4 separate regions of the Mus musculus genome follow, and all the other regions are linked to region 2. Evidence: chromatin contacts called from public HiChIP or PLAC-seq data. All regions are on one chromosome and are shown on one strand. The core of a region is the stretch at or near the end of the contact, and the rest is flanking DNA. Distances in the headings are between cores, read along the strand shown.

The links. HiChIP or PLAC-seq counts read pairs in DNA pulled down with a chosen protein or histone mark.
Region 1: an H3K4me3 HiChIP or PLAC-seq map of intestinal villus epithelium shows a contact between it and region 2, with 9 times the contacts expected there. The contact joins the enhancer-like site here to the promoter of Foxq1 in region 2. A contact is called at or near these places in 5 of 39 promoter capture datasets (the 3T3-L1 cell line, embryonic stem cells, hippocampal neurons and 2 more), 1 of 15 datasets of contacts at CTCF or cohesin (the NIH/3T3 cell line), 8 of 484 Hi-C or Micro-C datasets (the AML12 cell line, cerebral cortex, cochlea and 4 more), 8 of 115 datasets of contacts at active chromatin or transcription factors (bone marrow-derived macrophages, embryonic forebrain, embryonic stem cells and 5 more) and 3 of 9 other capture datasets (adipose tissue, embryonic stem cells and liver).
Region 3: an HNF4G HiChIP or PLAC-seq map of pancreatic cancer cells shows a contact between it and region 2. The contact joins the enhancer-like site here to the promoter of Foxq1 in region 2. A contact is called at or near these places in 5 of 39 promoter capture datasets (embryonic stem cells, hippocampal neurons, liver and 1 more), 5 of 484 Hi-C or Micro-C datasets (the AML12 cell line, Sertoli cells, gonadal supporting cells and 2 more), 13 of 115 datasets of contacts at active chromatin or transcription factors (bone marrow-derived macrophages, embryonic forebrain, embryonic stem cells and 8 more) and 5 of 9 other capture datasets (adipose tissue, embryonic stem cells, liver and 2 more).
Region 4: a contact with region 2 is called in a FOXA1 HiChIP or PLAC-seq map of pancreatic cancer cells. The contact joins the enhancer-like site here to the promoter of Foxq1 in region 2. A contact is called at or near these places in 6 of 39 promoter capture datasets (embryonic stem cells, hippocampal neurons, liver and 1 more), 1 of 484 Hi-C or Micro-C datasets (gonadal supporting cells), 9 of 115 datasets of contacts at active chromatin or transcription factors (craniofacial prominence, embryonic forebrain, embryonic stem cells and 5 more) and 2 of 9 other capture datasets (liver and pancreatic islet).

The regions. Positions count from the first base shown.
Region 1 is chr13:31,366,903-31,371,273 of GRCm38.p6, reverse strand. It overlaps G630018N14Rik (a long non-coding RNA gene), which reads left to right. Exons shown (of 10, transcript XR_003950526.1): 5 at 1-3,804. Among named protein-coding and RNA genes, the nearest start is that of G630018N14Rik, 40 kb to the left of the region's middle. Within about 2 kb of position 1,888, at least 10 of the 459 cell types and tissues checked have an H3K27ac peak or open chromatin away from gene starts, as enhancers often do. A contact at or near this core is called in intestinal villus epithelium, where this site is marked.
Region 2 is chr13:31,555,041-31,559,845 of GRCm38.p6, reverse strand. Foxq1 (forkhead box Q1) reads right to left here and starts at 1,676. Exons shown (of 1, transcript NM_008239.4): 1 at 1-1,676. The coding sequence starts at 929.
Region 3 is chr13:31,326,441-31,330,751 of GRCm38.p6, reverse strand. The region is part of intron 9 of G630018N14Rik (a long non-coding RNA gene); the gene reads left to right. Among named protein-coding and RNA genes, the nearest start is that of G630018N14Rik, 81 kb to the left of the region's middle. Within about 2 kb of position 2,856, at least 43 of the 459 cell types and tissues checked have an H3K27ac peak or open chromatin away from gene starts, as enhancers often do. A contact at or near this core is called in the AML12 cell line, extraembryonic endoderm stem cells, intestinal crypt epithelium and 2 more, where this site is marked.
Region 4 is chr13:31,306,620-31,311,340 of GRCm38.p6, reverse strand. No RefSeq gene overlaps it. Among named protein-coding and RNA genes, the nearest start is that of 4930401O12Rik, 68 kb to the right of the region's middle. Within about 2 kb of position 2,255, at least 33 of the 459 cell types and tissues checked have an H3K27ac peak or open chromatin away from gene starts, as enhancers often do. A contact at or near this core is called in extraembryonic endoderm stem cells, liver and pancreatic cancer cells, where this site is marked.

The sequences.
Region 1 (4,371 bases), core at 639-3,138, 190 kb after region 2:
CTCTCTCCCCCCTGCCCCCCACCATTATTATACCTTTGAGGCAAGAGAAAAAGGAATTTTCCAGTGCTGGGCCTGTGACTAGAGTCTGCAAGTGTGGGTCTCACCTCGACATCCTCCGTAACTATCCAGTACCCTTGGTGCCCTGGGAGGTGCGGTTTTGTTCACTGTTTATTTTTCCTCTCGAGTGTGTAATCACCTCAGGTAGTTATGTTATGGTGACAACAGAGACATTTGTAGCTGAGCTCCTACAAGTTCCCACAGGCAGCTCTGGTGGTCATAAATCTTGATGCCATGTGACGTCTCTTTTGCATCCAGGGACAGGATAATTCCACTTACCCCACCTCTGGTAAAAGGACATTCCTGGAAGCAGCCAGCACACAGGCATGGTCGCCAGCTTTCCTGCCCCTTCAAGGAAGAAATTGGCTTTAAATTAACCCCAAATTCGTTTGTTGTAGAAAAATCCATTGGGCTTAGAAATGATCTCTTGTTTCCAAATATAAATAGCATCTATTTAACAGATGACTTTATTTATTTATTTTAATATTTAATGCCTAATGAGCACCAAATTGGTTAAGTTAAAAGCAACTGAGTCCTGAGAAATGAACTCTGCCAGGCTGTGTTCTGGAGTGAGAAGCCATTGTTCATTGGGTGTTGTGGGTTTGTTGTTGTTGTTGTTGTTGTTGTTGTTGTTGTTATTTACTGTGTGTTTATCTCTGCCAATCACAGACTGATCTCCTCTTCCTGCCTTCCCTGCTTTTTTTCCCCTCAAATTTGGCTTCACCCACTTTCTCTTTTAAAAAAACATTTTTCCTAGCGACTACATTCCAGTATGTCACCTCATAAAGTTCCTCTGGGTGTGCCCTTTTAAAAAATGAATGCTCAAATAAGCAAACCTCTGAAGGTCACACGTACGCAGACACGTGGACACAGCATGCACACACCCAGAAACACAGACACCCAGAGTCAGGACACTCCAAGAACCCTCAAACTAGGAAATTTAAGAGTTCTGAGTTCTGCTCCAGTTTTGAACCATGGTTTCCAGAGAGGTTAAAATACCACTCTGTCCCCGCATAAAGTAAATGCTAATGCTAATATTGCTTCAAAGGAAAGACTGTTTCTTCTTAAGTGGCTGTGCACATTGTAACTCCGGGAGCTCTATTCTTAGAAGATCTAGGTGGTGTTGGGCATATTCTTTTATAGAATAATGGGGTGTTTATGTTACACAGTCCCATTGTGAGATCAATCAGTCCCTGCCAGGGTTTATAAACATTGTCTGCAGGTGGTCCTGGCAGAGCATCCCAGAAGACAACACTTTATTGTCTGGAAACAGGCCTGCATAGCCCAGAGCAACAGGCCCAGTGCTGTGGACAAAGCTTTGAGCTGGCCAGAAGGTAACTGATGGAGTCACAACAAGCAATTCTTAGCTCCTTCCCCAGGGCCTCCTGAGCAATGGACTTCTGAGAACCAAGAACTTGAGGCCTACCAGAGAGGGAGAACTGGCCCAGCCACTCACACTCTGACAGCCTTTCTCTTTGCTTTGTAGCTCCTCCCTCCTCCCCTAATTTTTCTTTCAGGAAGAAGGTGAATTTTGCAGGGTTCTCTTCAGCTGTATTTTTTCCAGTTGCATTGGTTTGTTTGTTTGTTTTTTAAAATATCAAAAGTGAATAGGGAAGTGTAGTTGTGATGGCTTCATATTCTTTTTAGATTTCCCAGAAAACACACAAGAGGTTATTCCTTCACACTTAACCTCCAGCACCACCTGGTGAAAATTTAAACCAGGCTACTACGTGCTATTCAAGAATAAAGGCAAAGCAAATGGGGTCACAAAAAGCATGCATACTTAGGAGGACAGCCATCTCTGTACCTTGCCCTCTCCTTTCCGTTTGCTCAGCACTAGCTTCAGGCCTCTTGATCATGTGACCTGAGAAGCAAAAGTCCTCTGAGGTTGGGACTCAGGAGATAATAGCGTCGAGGGCCACCTTTCCTTAAACCTCCCAGCTTACCTTCAGCTTCTCTGGTCAAGGGAGTCCTTTGTCCACCAAAGAGGTCTGTCTAGATAGGCTCTCAATGTCTTTCCACTTCCCATGGTCTATGATTCCGTACTTCATACCTTAGGCTACTGCATGCCTCTGGTTTAGAATTGGCTTCTACCCAAGACTATGCTATTGGCCCAGGGAAAATAAATATGGCTGGGGCCTATGCAGTCAGGACTTTGCTTTGCATAGTTTTAGGGCTATGCGTGCTGTCTTTGTATCTCACAGTTAAGACCCCACCAGCAGAAATTCATTTTCAAAGAGGGGTGTTAAAAGATGTGGTATTATTCAGAAAAGAATGATCTGCTGAGGGAGACTGTTGTTTTGATTCCTCTATAATTTATCTTTCAACAGATGGCAGCCTGGAGAAGAAGCAATAAACTATGGCTTGCAAATGTCAGGGCGTTGATTCCCAAGGGTGGTGTCCAGACCGTCCTTGATGAGGAACTATTGTCAAACATGAATACTTTAGAGCCTGACTGATTGTTTCTTACCTCTGAACACCCAGTCTACAGAAACTAAATAAGTGCTGTTAGTTTGGGTCTCAGCTGTTCCCCAGGGACTGACATCCCCAACCTGAGGTGCTCTTGTAATGGGATAGAACCTTTAGTGTGCAGAGCTGAGGTGTAGGAAGTCATGTCACTGGAGAGACCCTGCCATCTCCTCAATCCTTCCTTGCTCATTGCCCACCATGAAGTGAGTGGCTTCCTTCCCTACCTACTCCCGCCATGACATTCTGGCCTGTTGCAGGCCTAAAGCAAAAGTCTAAGCAGCAAGTACATGGAATGACACCCTAAAAAACAGCATGCTGGTTGGCTTGTGTCAATTAGACACAAACCTAGACATTTTGGGGGGAATAGACTCTTAATTGAGGAAATGCCTTCATACAAGTGGCCTGTAGGCAAGTTTGTAAGACATTTTCTTGAGATTCACATACCCATTGTGGGTACTACCATTCCTGAAATGGTAGCCCTGATCGTATAAGAAAGCAGGCAGAGGAAGCTGGGATAAGCAAGTCAGTAAGGCAGTGTTCCTTCATGGGTTATGCTTCAGAGCCTGCCTTGCGTTCCTGCCCTAACTCCCTTTGATGATCGACTGTGATACAAAAGTGTAAGTGAAATAAACATTTTCCTCCATAAGTTGATTTTGGCCCTGGTGCTTTATCACAGCAGTAGAAAGCTTAACTAAACAATGGTAAGTGGATCACCTCAGGTATTTCTGTTACCACTTGGAAAACAACAAGCAGAAGTACTCGGACCTTCTCTTGAATATCTGAATTAAACTGGGGAGGAGAAACCTACCTTATTTAAACCAACCATACTAGACACGGAGGTCAGTAATTAACCTGAAGGGTGTTTAAGGCTGGCTAGTGGTGTTCTGAGATCTTCTCCTTGGGTCACCTTATGTAGAGTCAAGAAGTACCTTTGAGTAATCCTTTCCTGTATGGGCATTGTGCTAGGAGAATAGGTAAAGGCCCTCCTGGGTTTTGACTGGTTAAATTCTGGTGTTTGAGTACTTGTGCTGAAGGCCTGAGACCTAAACTTTCATCTTGTGTCTTATTGTCACCAAGTTTTATTGAACCTTCTCCATAGTTTTCGATAGATCTTTGGACCATTTATGCCAGGGGTTGAATGGGAGTCCTTAACATGGCTTGTGTCTTCTTTCTATGAACTTTTGGCTTTGGCTTACCTCTGACTTGTCTTCCAAGGTTCATGTGCTGGTGGCTTAGTCTCCACTGGAACACTGCAGAAAGCTGGAAGGACGTTAACAGGTACTGTCACGTTGTGGTTAGTAGAGGGCGAGGGTCACCATGCTCAGAGAGCATTCATGCCAACTGATGTCTTGGTAGTGGATTATGTACCTCAGAAGCAAAAAAAAATTTGTACACACACCCACTTGTCTGCCACATGCTGCTGAGTGGATCTTTGCCAATGTGCCTCTTTGGACTTTCCAGGTCCTAGGATCATGAGCCATACAACCCAACTTTGTTATTTACACCTTCTGGGGTATTGTGCTGTTAGACACTTTGTTATTGCTGTTTTTTTTTTTTGTTGTTGTTGTTTTATTGTTTTGTTGTTGTTGTTGTTGTTGTTGTTGTTGTACAGGTATTTAGGCTCATTTTTATTGCTGCTCATCTGACAGGAGAGATGATGCATCAGCTTTGCTGACTCATCCCCCAGGAAATAATCCTCTATATACTTAAGTAAGAGCTCTTGCACTCATGTCTTCCTGTCTTTGCCCTGGACTGACTGACCTGGACATTTGCTGGCCTTTAGACTATCATTTTTCATTTTTTCTATTTTGTCTTTTATGGTGGCAATCCCTCTCTGGTCTGCTG
Region 2 (4,805 bases), core at 427-2,926:
GGAAGGAGCGCGGGATAGGCGCGCAGCGGCGGGCAGGGAGCGGCGCCCCAGGGTAGCTGCACCCCCAGAGCCGAGTCGCCGTCGCGGCGGCTGCGAAAAGGCTTGCTGAGAATGCTGTCGATGGCGAAGGAGCTGGAGAACTTGCTCGCAGGGCTGGAGCGCTCCTCCTGGCGAGCCGGCGAGCGCGCGATCGGGGAGGAGCGGGCGGCGGGCGCGGGCTGCGGGGTCCCGGCAGGTCCGGGTGGGGCTTCCTCCGGCCGCAGCCCGGACGCGGAGACTGTGGTCCGGTGGCTGAGGCGCTTGCGGCGGCGGCGGAAGACCCCGTCGGCGAAGGTGTATTCGCTGTTGGGGTTGAGCATCCAGTAGTTGTCCTTGCCCCAGGGCCGCGAGGGGTCGCGCAGCACCTTGACGAAACAGTCGTTGAGCGAGAGGTTGTGGCGCACGGAGTTGCGCCAGCCCGTGTAGCTGCCCCGGAAAAAGGGGAACTTGCCCATGAGGTACTCGTTGATCTCGGCCAGTGTCAGGCGTCCGCCCGCGGAGTCGCGGATGGCCATGGCGATGAGAGCGATGTAGGAGTATGGGGGCTTGGGCCGCCGCGTGTACGGCTTGCTGCGCGCGCCCTCGCCGCCGCCCACGCCGCCCGCGCACGGCCCTGCCGCGGAGGCCTGCGTTCTGCTGTCATCAGTTGCCTCCGGACCGTCTTGGGCGCTCGGCCCGCCACTCGAATTCCTCTCGCCGCCGCCACCTTCCAGATCCCCGGCGCCGCTGCCCGCCGCCGGGCTGTTGGCTGCACAGTCCCCGTCTGAGCCTAAGGAGTCGTCACCAGCCGCGGACAGTGGAGATGGCACGTCGCTGCTGCCGGCCCCCTCCAGATCGCTGCCCATTTTGTCCCCGTGGGCTGCGCGTGGGACGAACACCTCCAATTTCATGCCGGCGCTGGTGCTTCCAGTCCGGCACAGTTACCCCTTTCCTGCGAGGTCGTAGGAAGCGAGTGGCGCCCGGAGTGGCGATCCCGTGGCCCGCTGAGTCTGTCTTCTCCTGGGAGGGACCGCTCCTGCGTCTTTCCGAGAGAGACGCTTTTCCGAAAGGTTCTCCTCCGCTGGGATTTTTTTTGGGAGGGGTTTTGATTGTTGGGTGAAGTGAGGAGTGGAGTGATAGAAGTTGGTGCAGTGCTGTCCTTACTCCGAGGTTTAGAGACTTTGAGCGGAAGACAAGCGAGGAATGAGGGGCCACCCTGCGAAGCGGGGGCCAGGACACACCAGCCTTAGGATTTCGTGCTGGGAGGACCGAGCCGGCGCTTATGCTATCGGTCTGGGCGTCCAAAAGTGTTCCTTCGCTGGATGTCTAGGTCTCAGGCACCGACCTGACGTCTGCTGGCGCACCCGCTACTTTTGAGGATAGGACGTCTTCAGCCTCGAGAGCCCATAGAAAGGAGTCTTCGAGGCCGCCGCACCCGCAGCCGCCTTGCCACCCCCGGCTTCCCGGGCAGCATGTCCGCGCTGGCCGGCCGCAGCAGAATCTCGCCTCCACCTTCGGTCCGGCCCAATATAACCCTGCGGCGGCTCCGCGCGGGCGGGGCCTGGGCGCCCACGGCCAGGGGGTGGGGGAACTAGGTGGCCGAGGTGGCCGCGGCTCCCCCCAAGGCGTTCATCAGGCCGAGGCCACGCGGCGGCGCGGCCACAGAGTCTCCGCGGGCGCAGGTTGTTTGTTTTGGGTCTGGCCGGCCCCGCCCTTTCGGTCTCGCCAATGGGGAGCGAGCGCACGGCTAGGGTGTGCGCGCGAGTGTGCGCGCCTGTGCGGCTGCCCCGCCCGCCCCGCTGCGCAGGTAGGAGCTTCTGGCTTCCCGCGGCCACCGAGTGGGTTTCTGCGCCCCCCGGACTCACCAAGACGATTGCTCTCCTATACCTGGTAGAGCTGACACTTTTTGGACGCTCCAGAGAGACACCTAAAAGGGCTTAGGCCGAGGGACTGGTTGCATAGGTCTGGCCGCCGTCCTGAGCTGCGCGCTGCGTGCAGCCTGCGGATTTTTTTGGCAAGGAGAGCCAATATTCTTAGGAAAGGAAATCCCTGGTGATAATTGAATCGCTGAACTGCAGACACCCCGTGGAACAGCCTTTGCATTGACCTCTTTCGTGCCCTTCCTCTTACTTCCTCTCTATGGCCAACTTTACCCCTTGTAACAAGTAAAAACCACGAGCTTGAAATTCTATGATTCTTTTTGGTTGATCGTGCCTCTTGTTTCTTAGCCGGCTTCCGACTTTCACTTTTATTTTGTCATACCTGGCTGGAGGCTCTGGGGGGAAGGAGGCAACGCCCCATACTTTTACCGGGAGGCCGCTTTGCAAGAGAGGTGCCCGGCTCTGCCTGCCTTGAGTCCCTTCCGAAGTCTTGTGACGTGGGCTTTGCCCACAGCCATGCAGTGCCCGGGTCTAGCAATCAACAAGAATCACGGGAGGATGTGTGTTCCTTGGGGCATGAGGCAAAGGCAAGGCGTGTTTATCGCTATTTGTCTGCAACTGTGCTCTAGAACTTGCCTTGGCTTTAGTGGCACGGGTGTCAAACAGGAAAGGAGGCCTCTTCTGCAACTCCTCCGACTCCCTGACAACTCTGTGTCAGTTCTCCAAGGAAAGGGGCCTTGCACTAGGAAGGGTGCACTTTTGACCCTATGCCTACCACGCCAGCTTCCTCCTTCTTCCTGCTTTTGTTGCGAATAATGTTGAGGCTGCGACTATGTGGGAGAGCATGTTTGAAGTTTATTTTATTACTTTCCACCATTTGTGTGGAAAGCATACACAAGCTTCTCTTCTCTTAAGTCAAGAAGCCGTAAAGGCGCTCAGAATGCAGTGGGCATCTTGACAGCCAGCAGGAATCTGATGTTTTGTAGTATGCAGGGAGTAACTGTTTACCACGTGGTGCGTTCCTCCAGCCTCGAAAAACAGCCTCTTTCAAGGGGTTCCTCTTAGCTCCTGCCCGCAAATGGATGGTCCCTAGGTCCTGGCCAGGGGAGTGCGTTGGGATGAGAATTAGCCCAGTGCAAGGTGACAAAGCATTGATTTGGCCAGGGATAAAAGACATTGTTAATGAAGGTTGTCCTTATTTGAACTCAGCGTGCCTGTTTTATGGAGGAGATACATTTAGGAGGGTTAAGACTCAATAGGCAATAGGCAATAGGGAGATTCCAGGCCTAGGAACACCAGTGGCTGCTAATCCACTCACTGCCAGTCCACCTCACTGCCAGTCCCGCACTTCATCCGTCACCACCTCTCACTAGCTGCAGCAGATACTCTCCTTACCTTGATCTTGGTTAGGCGAGGAAATGCCTATTCCTCGTCCCTATTAAGCTGACTGTTGGGTTTGGAGCTTGTGATGGGGGAGGAGAGGAGGATGGAGAATTCTCAGCTGGGGTGAGGGTGGGGCAACTCTTTCTACTTTGAGAGTTCTTTGGGAGGTTGGAATGGCTAGGTAAGATACTACCCATGGACCACTACGACGACTTCGGAGAGGAAGACCCCAGGAGGAAAATGGCTGGGTCCAGCTATCTGGGAAGGGGAAGAGGAACCTGGGAACTAGGATACAGACTCCATCAAGATGGAGTCTTGTCTTTATTTCTTGGCTGTATATCCTATTCTTGCCCCATCGATACCATGTGCTGAGAAAAAAGTTTGTCTTAAGTTAAAAATCACAAATAAAACTCTTCTATGCGGTTGCAGTTGATTTGACTGTTTTGAGCTGATGTTTTGTGTCTGGAGAATTCATTCACCTTCTATGGATGATAAAGGAAAACAGCAAGAAGAGAAGAAGAAAGATGTCTGTTTTCCGAATCTCTATCCCCACACCCTTGAGGTTGGGGTTTCCAAGTTTAAAAGAACAGACACCAACTCCTCGTCCCCAATCTCCAGTTTCTTCACAAATTCCCCCCCCCCCCCATTTTTTTTGATGATGTCTCCTTTAGCTTTGTCTTTGGGGATTCTGATAATTGATGGATTGATAAGTGCCTGTGGGTGGTGCCTGACCAAGTAGCTGAGGTTGCGAAAGGCTTACTAGCTACTTCTCTTGCCCTTTAATTTTCAGGGAGATGAGTAGCTGAGCTATGTGGAGGAAACACTCAGATCTCTGTGACCTTCTTTCCTCCCTGAAGTGGGTTTTATGAAGAGAGAAGTGAAGCTGTGGACGGCAACAGAAACTTACCTGTGGACACTGTTCTTTTCTTAGTGGGGTAGTGTTTTCCTGCCCCGTTCCTAAACATTAATCTAGAAAAGAAAGAAACTAATCTGTCTCAGGTGACTGTGTAGACTAGAATAGACTCCTATCGGAAATGCTGACAACGTGTTCTATATATTAGACTAATGAACATACTTGTAGTAAGAAGACCATAGAACCGTCCAAATGTCTTCTCTCTTCACCATCTTTAGGCATGCCACCCTGCCTCTTGTATTCTATGAGCCCCACTGTCTAGAAGTTGGGTTCACTTAGCTCAGTAATTCTTCTGGTTTGGTGGATCCTCAAGCCAGCAGTATGGAAATGGCTGGGTGTCTTTCCTTATTAACCTTTGGCAGTAGTCAATTGGATCTGAAGGGAAAGGAAACTGGAAACAGCCTCCTGGTGGAGACCTGAGGCTCAGATGTGTAGTGTAATGTGACTAAGAAGGAGGAAGCTTCAGGCATAAAGAAAGGGATAATGCAGGAAGTCCTGGGTAAAATGCAAGGCTCTGCTCTCATGTCCAGTGGCTTTTAGGGCTCAGAGAGGGCCTGGCTTGGGACTTAGGAGCTAGATAGCAGAAAAGGGACTCAGCAAAGGTAAAGTCT
Region 3 (4,311 bases), core at 1,607-4,106, 230 kb after region 2:
AACTGACTGCTGGCCAGGAAACATCAGGCAAGCTTTATCCATGTGTTCCTAGTTCATGATAATGGAAGTAAAGTATGTGCCTTTGTGGAATATTATGGGTTTTTATTTTAACTCCCTGCCGAGCTCTTTTTTTTTTTTTTTAATTTATTCCACCTGAAGTGTGCACTGCAAAGCTGGTGGGGAGGTGTGGGTATGTGAGCTTTGATTCTGCAAACCTGCTACATCCTAGACTGACTTTGATCAGAGGGTCAGAGAAGTTTATAAGGGCAGAGGCCCTGGGGATGTGAGTGGAGGTCAGGAGCATCCACGCCCTAACCCCACTGTCCTCTCTAGTGTGTTCTGTCACTCAGCTCTTGAGAGCAGTGAGGAGATTCTCCTTTGGAAATTATAGGTGCTTCTGGCTGTTTTGAGGAGGGAAAGGGGCTGGTGGTTTCCTGAATCTCATTGTCTGGCATGAACAACCCAAGTTCCCACGTAGCTTATCTCTGTCCATTCTCGATAGGACTAGAGTCAAGATATTTTTCTTTCTTTTCTTTTCCATCTTGTTTATTTGGGTTTCTTGAGACAGCCTCTCACTATGTCCCCCAGACTGGCTTGGAACTTACCATCTTTCTGCCTCTTCTTCTAGGGTGAGACATGGGCCCCTGGTCTTTTCCCTTTCACCTGAATGGTATGCCCTCTATTTACTGGTGGGTAAGAACCGTGGCTTAGACTTGTTATACTTCATTAAGCAAGGTCTGAGAGGGCACTCCTGGGGAATGGGACATTGATACAGTGTGGGCCCCTGCTTTTTCTGGTCAGGATTGGTTTACCCAGCTCAGGTAACAGGATGGAGCTAAGCAGACTCTCTCCTCATTTAAGTCTCCTGGGAAGCAGGCATTGATGAGCCAAGGTGAGTCCATCTTATGTGCTCTCACTTCTGGTTTTAGGACCCAGCATGGAAATAGAGAACAAATCTGGAATCCACTGTGAGCCGTGATCTTAGGCAGTGAGTGATCCTAGGTAGCTGTGGACAGTTTCTTCATCTCTGATGTGAGAGGAGCCGAGATGAGCACCTGCTGGCATCGTGAGGGTTAAATGGCTTTACCTACCTCTCAGGTTTTATATACTGCTCTTTATACGGCACGTGGTCCCAATGCCTGGGTGGGGTTTGCATTCACTTCCATTTTGTCTTTGCTTTGTTGTTTTGGTTGGTTGGTGTGATTCTTATTTTCATTGAATATCCAGATAGTTTAGGTTATATAGTCCGTCATACCCAGTCATTTCTTCTCAGTTTATTACCCCCTTTTAATTTTGCTTTCTTGTTATGTTTTGCTTTGAGACAAGGTCTCATTATGTATCCCTGTCTGGCTTGGGACTTGTTATATGGATCAGTCTGGCCTCGAACTCACAGTGATCTGCCTTGCCTCTGCCCCCTGAGTGCTATAACTAAAGGCAGGTACCACACACTTGGCGATATCCCCTTCACCTCAGCACATGCCTTCCTTCAGATCCCTCTAGAGGGCTAACCATTTCAACTTTATTCAGGTCTTACTTTTTCCAGGGCTTGTCCCTGCTTTAGCACTGTCTGAGGCCCCCTTTTGCCTTCTACTCCTCCACCCTCAGACTCTGTTCCTGGAATTGTTCCAGAGATGCCACACGGTGAAGGTCACGGCCTGTGAACCAAATGCTGTTCACAGGTACATGACTGAAATGCAAGCTAAAATCTGCTGCCAACGCAAACACAGTTAGAAAACTTCCAGCATTCAGTGCTCCTGGCTTCTCCGAAAGGTAATAAAACCTGACCATCCTGGGTCTGTGCCGTGCAAGATGCCAATACGTGGGAGCTCAAAGTTTACCCTGCCTCTTCACAACCCGGGAGCCTCCACCCTACTTCCTGGTGGCCTTTCTGTTGCCTCTGACCTGGATCCAAGAGTCACTGCATCTTGTGGTGTCTACTTTAGAGCAAGTCAACCCAGGAGTCGCAGAGGAAACAGAGCAGCATCTTGTAGTGTGAAGAACCAGCTCCCATTCTGTATTTAACCATCTGTCTTGTCTTTTATCCGGTGGTGCTGAGACGGGGATCCTTGGAGCGAAGTGCAGTGCAGACACTTGATGAGCTTCCGGTCGTCCCTGTTCAATCACGTGGGGCTTTCCAGGATCACTGTGTTGCCGAATGGCATAAGATGAGGTGCCAGATCTCTCTATGAGAGCTTTTTTTTTTTTTTTTTGGTTTTTCAAGACAGGGTTTCTCTGTGTAGCCGTGGCTGTCCTGGAACTCACTCTGTAGACCAGTCTGGCCTCGAACTCAGAAATCTGCCTGCCTCTGCCTCTGCCTCTGCCTCTGCCTCTGCCTCTGCCTCTGCCTCTGCCTCTGCCTCTGCCTCTCTGCCTCTCTGCCTTTCTGCCTCTGCCTCTGCCTCTCTGCCCCTCTGCCTCTCTGCCTCTGCCTCTGCCTCTGCCTCTGCCTCTGCCTCTGCCTCTGCCTCTGCCTCTGCCTCTGCCTCTGCCTCTGCCTCTGCCTCTGCCTCTGCCTCTGCCTCTCTGCCTCTGCCTCTCTGCCTCTGCCTCTCTGCCTCTGCCTCTCTGCCTCTGCCTCTCTGCCTCTGCCTCTCTGCCTCTGCCTCTCTGCCTCTGCCTCTCTGCCTCTCTGCCTCTGCCTCTCTCTGCCTCTGCCTCTGCCTCCCAAGTGCTGGGATTAAAGGCGTGCGCCACCACCGCCCGGCTTCTATGAGAGTTTTTGCTGGTGGTGTTGGCAGTTAGGACACTAACAAGCCAGGACTCTGGGCAAACCTTGCTGCTTTCACCCCAGGAGGAAATGCAAAACAGCACAAAGCACTGACTTTCTCTCTCCCTCTTGCTGCCTTCCCAGCCAATGGAAGAAGGTTCTTCCTACATACTTACTGCCATGCTGGCTTCCACAACAAAGGGCCTCACACACCTATCTGTGGCCCACAGGCTGGCACGGCGCCAGGATAAATAAAGGCCGTGATTTTTCTTATTAATCATAAACACACCGTCTCTCTTTCTATTGTTCTGTAGCCTGGTTCACACCCTATAGAATTGTATTCCGTTCCTACAGCCCTGACATGCCCTAAGCTACAGTTGACATTGATTCAATGGCTCCTAAAAGGTGCTATCTGTTCCCTTGTGTCTACAAGGAGCCCTCTGACTCCTTTGCCACAGTGGTGACTCAGACCTTCGGAGAGCAGGGCACAGCAAGGTCACACGCCACCAGGGAAGGGATTCTGAACTCAGCAAATACACCGTGGTTCGGGGGTGGGGTGGGGTGGGGTGGGGAGGGTGGTTTGGGGTGGGGGGTAGTGGAGTGGTGGGGTGGGCCTGAGTGTCTTCTCTCTTTCTTTGGTGACTAAACTCAGGATACATCTTAGTGGAGAGTCACTCTCGTGTATGAACCCTGCTAGCTTCATCTTGTGTCTACTCCAAGAGGCCCTTTGAAGGGCCCCTTTTGATACAACAGGCTTGAGGCACTCCTGGACTAGCCTACGGTCAGCAAAGCAAAGAATTTTGATGACCGGGTTAAAGAGATCTCACCGGCATAACTCACCAGAAGCACACTACAGGAATGTCCAGTCCAGGCTTGTGTGTGTGTCCCAGGATAGCCCAACACAGATGGGGATGACAGTGCCATGTGTATTATCAAAAGGGTGGACAGCAGCCACCATTTAAGAAAGAAGTCCCGCTGAATGTAGCTTTGTTCAACTAGCCACAAATGTGGGTAGGGAAGAAAATTACAATAACGTAGACGTGTCCAAAGTAAACCCAAAAGGTTGTAAAGTTTTAAAAGTCCACCGAATTGTGCTCACATCTTAATTAGAAAGCAAATGCTGGCACATCTCTTCCGAGGAGTTAAACGGTTTGAATTATGGATGAGACGGATTCCTTCAAGCTGAGCCTCTCATTTGGACACTCATGGAACCGGGCAATGACACAGCCATAAGAAGCTGCAGCTGATCACCAGACACCCCTGTGCTTCTCCCACTTCTGAAACTCGAGTGGGCCCCTGAGATAAGAATGAGAATGTCTGTCTCCTGTCACTTTCATCTGGAGGCCCTGTGATGACGCCTGCATCTTGTTTCTTCCCCCAACAGTGGAGGCCACGTGCCAAGCTGTAAGTACGATGGCCACTCACCCTACATTCAGCTGGGGCAATAAAAGCAATGAGAGTTAATTATGTCAAAATTCGCAGGGTTTATTTGTCAATGGAGTGGGGCCTCCTCCGTTCTGCTCGGCCCTGTCACACACTGAAAGCAGAAAAAACTTTCCCCCTGATAAGTTAGTAATAAATCTTTGACCGATTTTATGGTTACT
Region 4 (4,721 bases), core at 1,006-3,505, 250 kb after region 2:
AGCATCAAGTCTCCTTAACTGCTGAGTCATCTCTCCAACCCCGCTATTGTAGCGAATTCACTAGAAACAGTTACTCAGAACCTTTGACACATTGTTCTTAAAAAACAAAACAAAAAAGCTGCAGACTGATTAAGCTTCAGACACTGTCTTAGTCGGGGTTTCTATTACTGAGAAGGAGAGACACTGCACCATGGCAACTCATATAAAGGAAAACACTCAACTAGGGCTGCCTTACACTTTCAGAGGTTTAGTCCATTATCATCACGGCAGGAAGCACTGGTACATAGGCAGACATGGTACTAGAGAAGTAGCTGAGGGTTCTACATCCTGGCCCTTGGCAAGCAGGAAGAAGGAGTTACTGGGCCTAGCTTGGATTTTTGAAAGCCCAACGCTCACCTACAATGACATTCTTCCTCTAATAAGGGCACACCTATTTCAACAAGGCCACAACTCCTAATCCTTTTCAAGTGGGGACTAAGCAGTCACATATATGAGTCTATGGGGGCCTTCTTATTCAAACCTGATTAGATCCTGCCTGTTGCAGCAAGTAAATGACAATGAGAACCCTAGCATAGTTTACCCCACACAGGGGTTGGTACAAATGGATGCTTATAAGTACCCAGCCCTTTTCTCTTTCCTCAGTCAGAAACAGTCTCCTTGAATTCATTCTTGTTGACTCTGACTATGTGACACGTACTTCGAGGAGTCTCCTAATTTCCCTCAAATCTTGTAATATTCTTCCATTTTCATAGTTGGGCTGATTTTCCCCCCTGGCATAAAAGAACTTGTGCTCTAGGGTGTGACACTGAGGGAGACGCCTTTCCTTTGGGAGAAATGAGGATGTTACCAGTTGCTTTGGGTTTGATCTTCTCCACCCATGAAGGAAGGAGGTGAGGCTCACTCTCTCCATGAGGCCCAGGCTCAGAGGCCTGAGGAGCCAGCACCCACAGAGAGAGAAGCAAAAGTAACCATGAGGTGAAGAAGAGCAGGGCTGGTACACACCACAGAGGTGGAGCACAAACTCTGTTTTGTTCTTCCTCCATGTAACGCTGTGGCATGCTTGTTACCTACTGACTAGTTTTTCTGCTGTAAGAGCCATCCAAATTATTAAAGATTGGAATTATTCTGAGAAAAATGTGCTATTTTCATTTTGGGAATTACAAGCAAACCTTCATGGCCTTCAAACTGTTATTTTCACTCCCATTAAATGCATGAAAATGCCCACAGAAGAATCAACTCCATCAGGTCTGTGGTCCCTGGAATTGTTTTATGACAGCACCAGGCAGGTATCAGTCACTCTTTCCTTACATCTCTTCCTTCCTGCTGTCCCTGGAACGAAGCAAAACCTAGAGCCTGACAAACAGAACAGAGAGCTAGAAAAGAAACAAGACACAGGTCTTGCTATCATGGGACACTGCCAAAGGCCAAGCTGGGTCATGAGGGATACACTATTCTGGTGCCATCTGCCCTGTGCACACTATCCTGCTTGGGCATTGCTTTTGTATCTTAAGGCATTGGTGGGATTTTCTGTTATCAATGACCAACAAACAGGGAGACAGCCCTAGTTTTCATCTGGGAGCAAGAGAGGGCTGCTTGTAATTTTCATTAAACAGGCTTCAAATGATACTAATTTATCTAAGCTTAGTTTTCCATGATCAATTGCACAGTTAGAAAAGCGCTTCTGTTTGTTTCTCAGGTTCACAGATAATCACTTCACGCAGGAGATGGGACCCATTTGAAACAGACCATTCAAGGTCCAAGTGTGTTCCTGGGCAGTGGGCCAACCCTTTCTCTGAGTATCTTTCTCCCTGGCTTGAGTTCCCCCTAGGTGAGGCAGATGGGGCCCACTCCTTCCTGGTTACAAAGGGGCATCTTGTCAGAAAGCAAAGCCTGACTTTTGCTTCATATATTTAAAACCCAACCCTTTGCTCCACTGGACTTCAACTGCCCTGCTCCGTGTGGGTGGAGGGAAATCACAGATTCCGCTGTCCTGTGTGTCAAGGGAGGTTTGTTTATCTTACTTGTAAAATCAACAGACCTGTGACTTCCTGCCAAGGACTGCATTCTGTGACAAGAAAGCCAGGCTGATAAAAGTAATTGTTCTGGAAAATATGCTAACAATGCACCTGTACCTCCTCTTCGCTGTCACGAGGCCACCTGGCACTCGTGGTAGGGAGGTTTGGGGTGCAGGTGACTGTACTGCTCAGGAGCCAGGCATGGGAACTGCAGAGCGAACAGACATATTGTGTATTCTAGAGAAGTGTCACAGGCTGGCCCAGGACCTAAGACCCAACAATGGCAGGGTCATCCAACTGCAGTTCTAAGCAAGGCAGCAAATCACTTGTCTCCTGGGAACACTCAGCATTTAGCTCAGAGCAGCAGAGGACTTTACTTTCACAGGATTCCAAGGCAGCCAAGGAAACACCTGGAGCTGCTAAGGCTGGAGTCTCCTCATTCCTGCAGAGCATGGCTTGTCCCTTTGGGAATCACCCTTGGAAACAGTTGCTGTTTCATCCCAGGATGGCATCAGTAGAGGGAGGGAAACTCACTGCTGATTTATCCATGGCATTCTCTATGTCTGCTGCTTGATAGTTCTCAATAGGGGTTAATACGTTCACTAAGGTTCTAGTCACATTCAAGGCAAGCGATAGGAGGTAGTTCTGTATGACATTAGGAATGGGAGTCGTGGTGTTCAGAGAACAAACAGCGCACTCAGCGGCTCTCTGTTGTTTAGCAAGCAGGTTAGTGTAAACTTTGTAATGATTTAGGTTAGGACTTTCTGTCTGCCACTTCCATGTTCCCAGTATTCTTCCCTATACAAGTTGCATGCCACAACTCATCACTGGAACACACATGACATGTCTCCAGGTAATTATATGGAGAAAAAAAAAAAGAGACAGGAACTAACCAAAGTCTGAGCGATGGAAACTCTTTCCCTCCTTGCACACCACAGAGGCTGCAGAGAAGGCAGCAGGCTAGTCACAGCTGGGACCACTGATTACAGGGTGGCATGGGTAAGAAAATGCCGCAGAGATAAATGCTTCCTGGTAAGAGACCAAATGCCAAGGATCCAGAGGAAAGAACTGATCAGAGTGTGATGTCATCACCTAGCCTGTGGACTGGCCCGAGAACAAGACTATGAAACCAAACCAAAGGCCAACCTGCCAAGGTCCATTTTCTCACGTGGGAACAAGGAAAACTCCACTAATTCAAAATCATCATGGGTATGTATACTCAACATAATTCATATTTCTCAAACAACCAAGTTTTCAGAAAAAAAAAAACATGAATATCTTTTTGACTGCAGGTCTTGCGGTCATGCATTCTCATTCAATGGAAAAGCTTGAGCCTTTGCAGGCCACATACTAGCCTCTTTTCTGCCAGTGTTGCTCCAGGACTGGGATTATACAGGCTCTGAGACCTATATAGACCCATTAGTTTAAGAATACTCAAGTATGTGGCCAAAGCTCCACCTCCTATTGCTTTCAATTAAGATACCGATCCTTGATAGAATCACAACATGGAGTCCAACTCTTCATAGACTCCAAGAATGCAACTCATAGGTCTGGTCACACCACCTTCTAAGAAGTTGGATGAAATAACCATCACCAGTTTACTGGGGTGACCAATTCTGAGGCCAAAGTCATCTAAGAAAATATGTACTCAAAATCATGATGCCAGGGCCCTTGTAACACAGATCAAAGAGTCACAAAGGGGTATATCTCATAATCTGCCCATGGCCACAACATTCCAGCAGTAAGAGGCTCTGTGGACATCCATGTATATGTGCATGGACATCATCTGCAGTGACTAACTCATGGGTGCAGGCGTCTACCTACAGATAAACAGATGCACAAAATGTGGTGCATGCATGCAATGGAATATTAATCAGCCTTTAAAAAGAAGGATTCTGGCACATACCATGACACAAATGTACCTTGAAGGCATTCCAATCAGAGAAATAAGCCAATCACCAAAGGACAAATACTGTGTGGTCCCACTCATACGAGCCATCCACAGTGACTAAACTCATGGAGGAAGAGGGAAATGGTGATGGCTGGGGCAGAGAAAGGAGAGTGGAGAGTTGGTGTTTAAGGGGAACAGTGTTTCCATTTGGGAAGATGCAAGGTTCTGCAGGTGGGGGTTGCTGATGAATGAGCGACGGCGTGAGCATGCTTCACGCTAGTGAACTCCATATTTGTAAGGACAGGGGCTCTCAGTACAAGCAGATATAACATTTTTAAAGCCCAAGAAGTTCTTCAATGGTTAACCTTATTCATGCCCAGCTATGTTGTCTCAGAAGTAGGGGATGTTGGTAGGTGAAAGACAAACCCGTGTTCAGCCTTTGTTATAACTTAGAATTTGAATGCTTCCAAATAGACCTTTGTTGGTGTCTCAGTCTCCAGCCCACGAGACCTGAGAAGAGATGGTAGAACCTTTAGGAGGTGGACCCTAGTGAAGCTGTTGAGGAATGATGTGATTGAAATGAATATAAATGAATATTTGACACCCAACATCTCTTATATTTCCCTTATCTCTCTGTCTCTCTGTCCCTGTCCCTGTGTCTGTGTCTGTGTCTGTCTATCTGTCTCCTTGTGCTTTCCTGCTTCCCAGAGGATGGCAGAAAGACTACCTTCACCACATGAACCTGCCAGAAATTGATGCCTCACCAGAAATCCAAAGGCAACCAGGCCAACTGACCATAGGCTGAAACCTCAAAC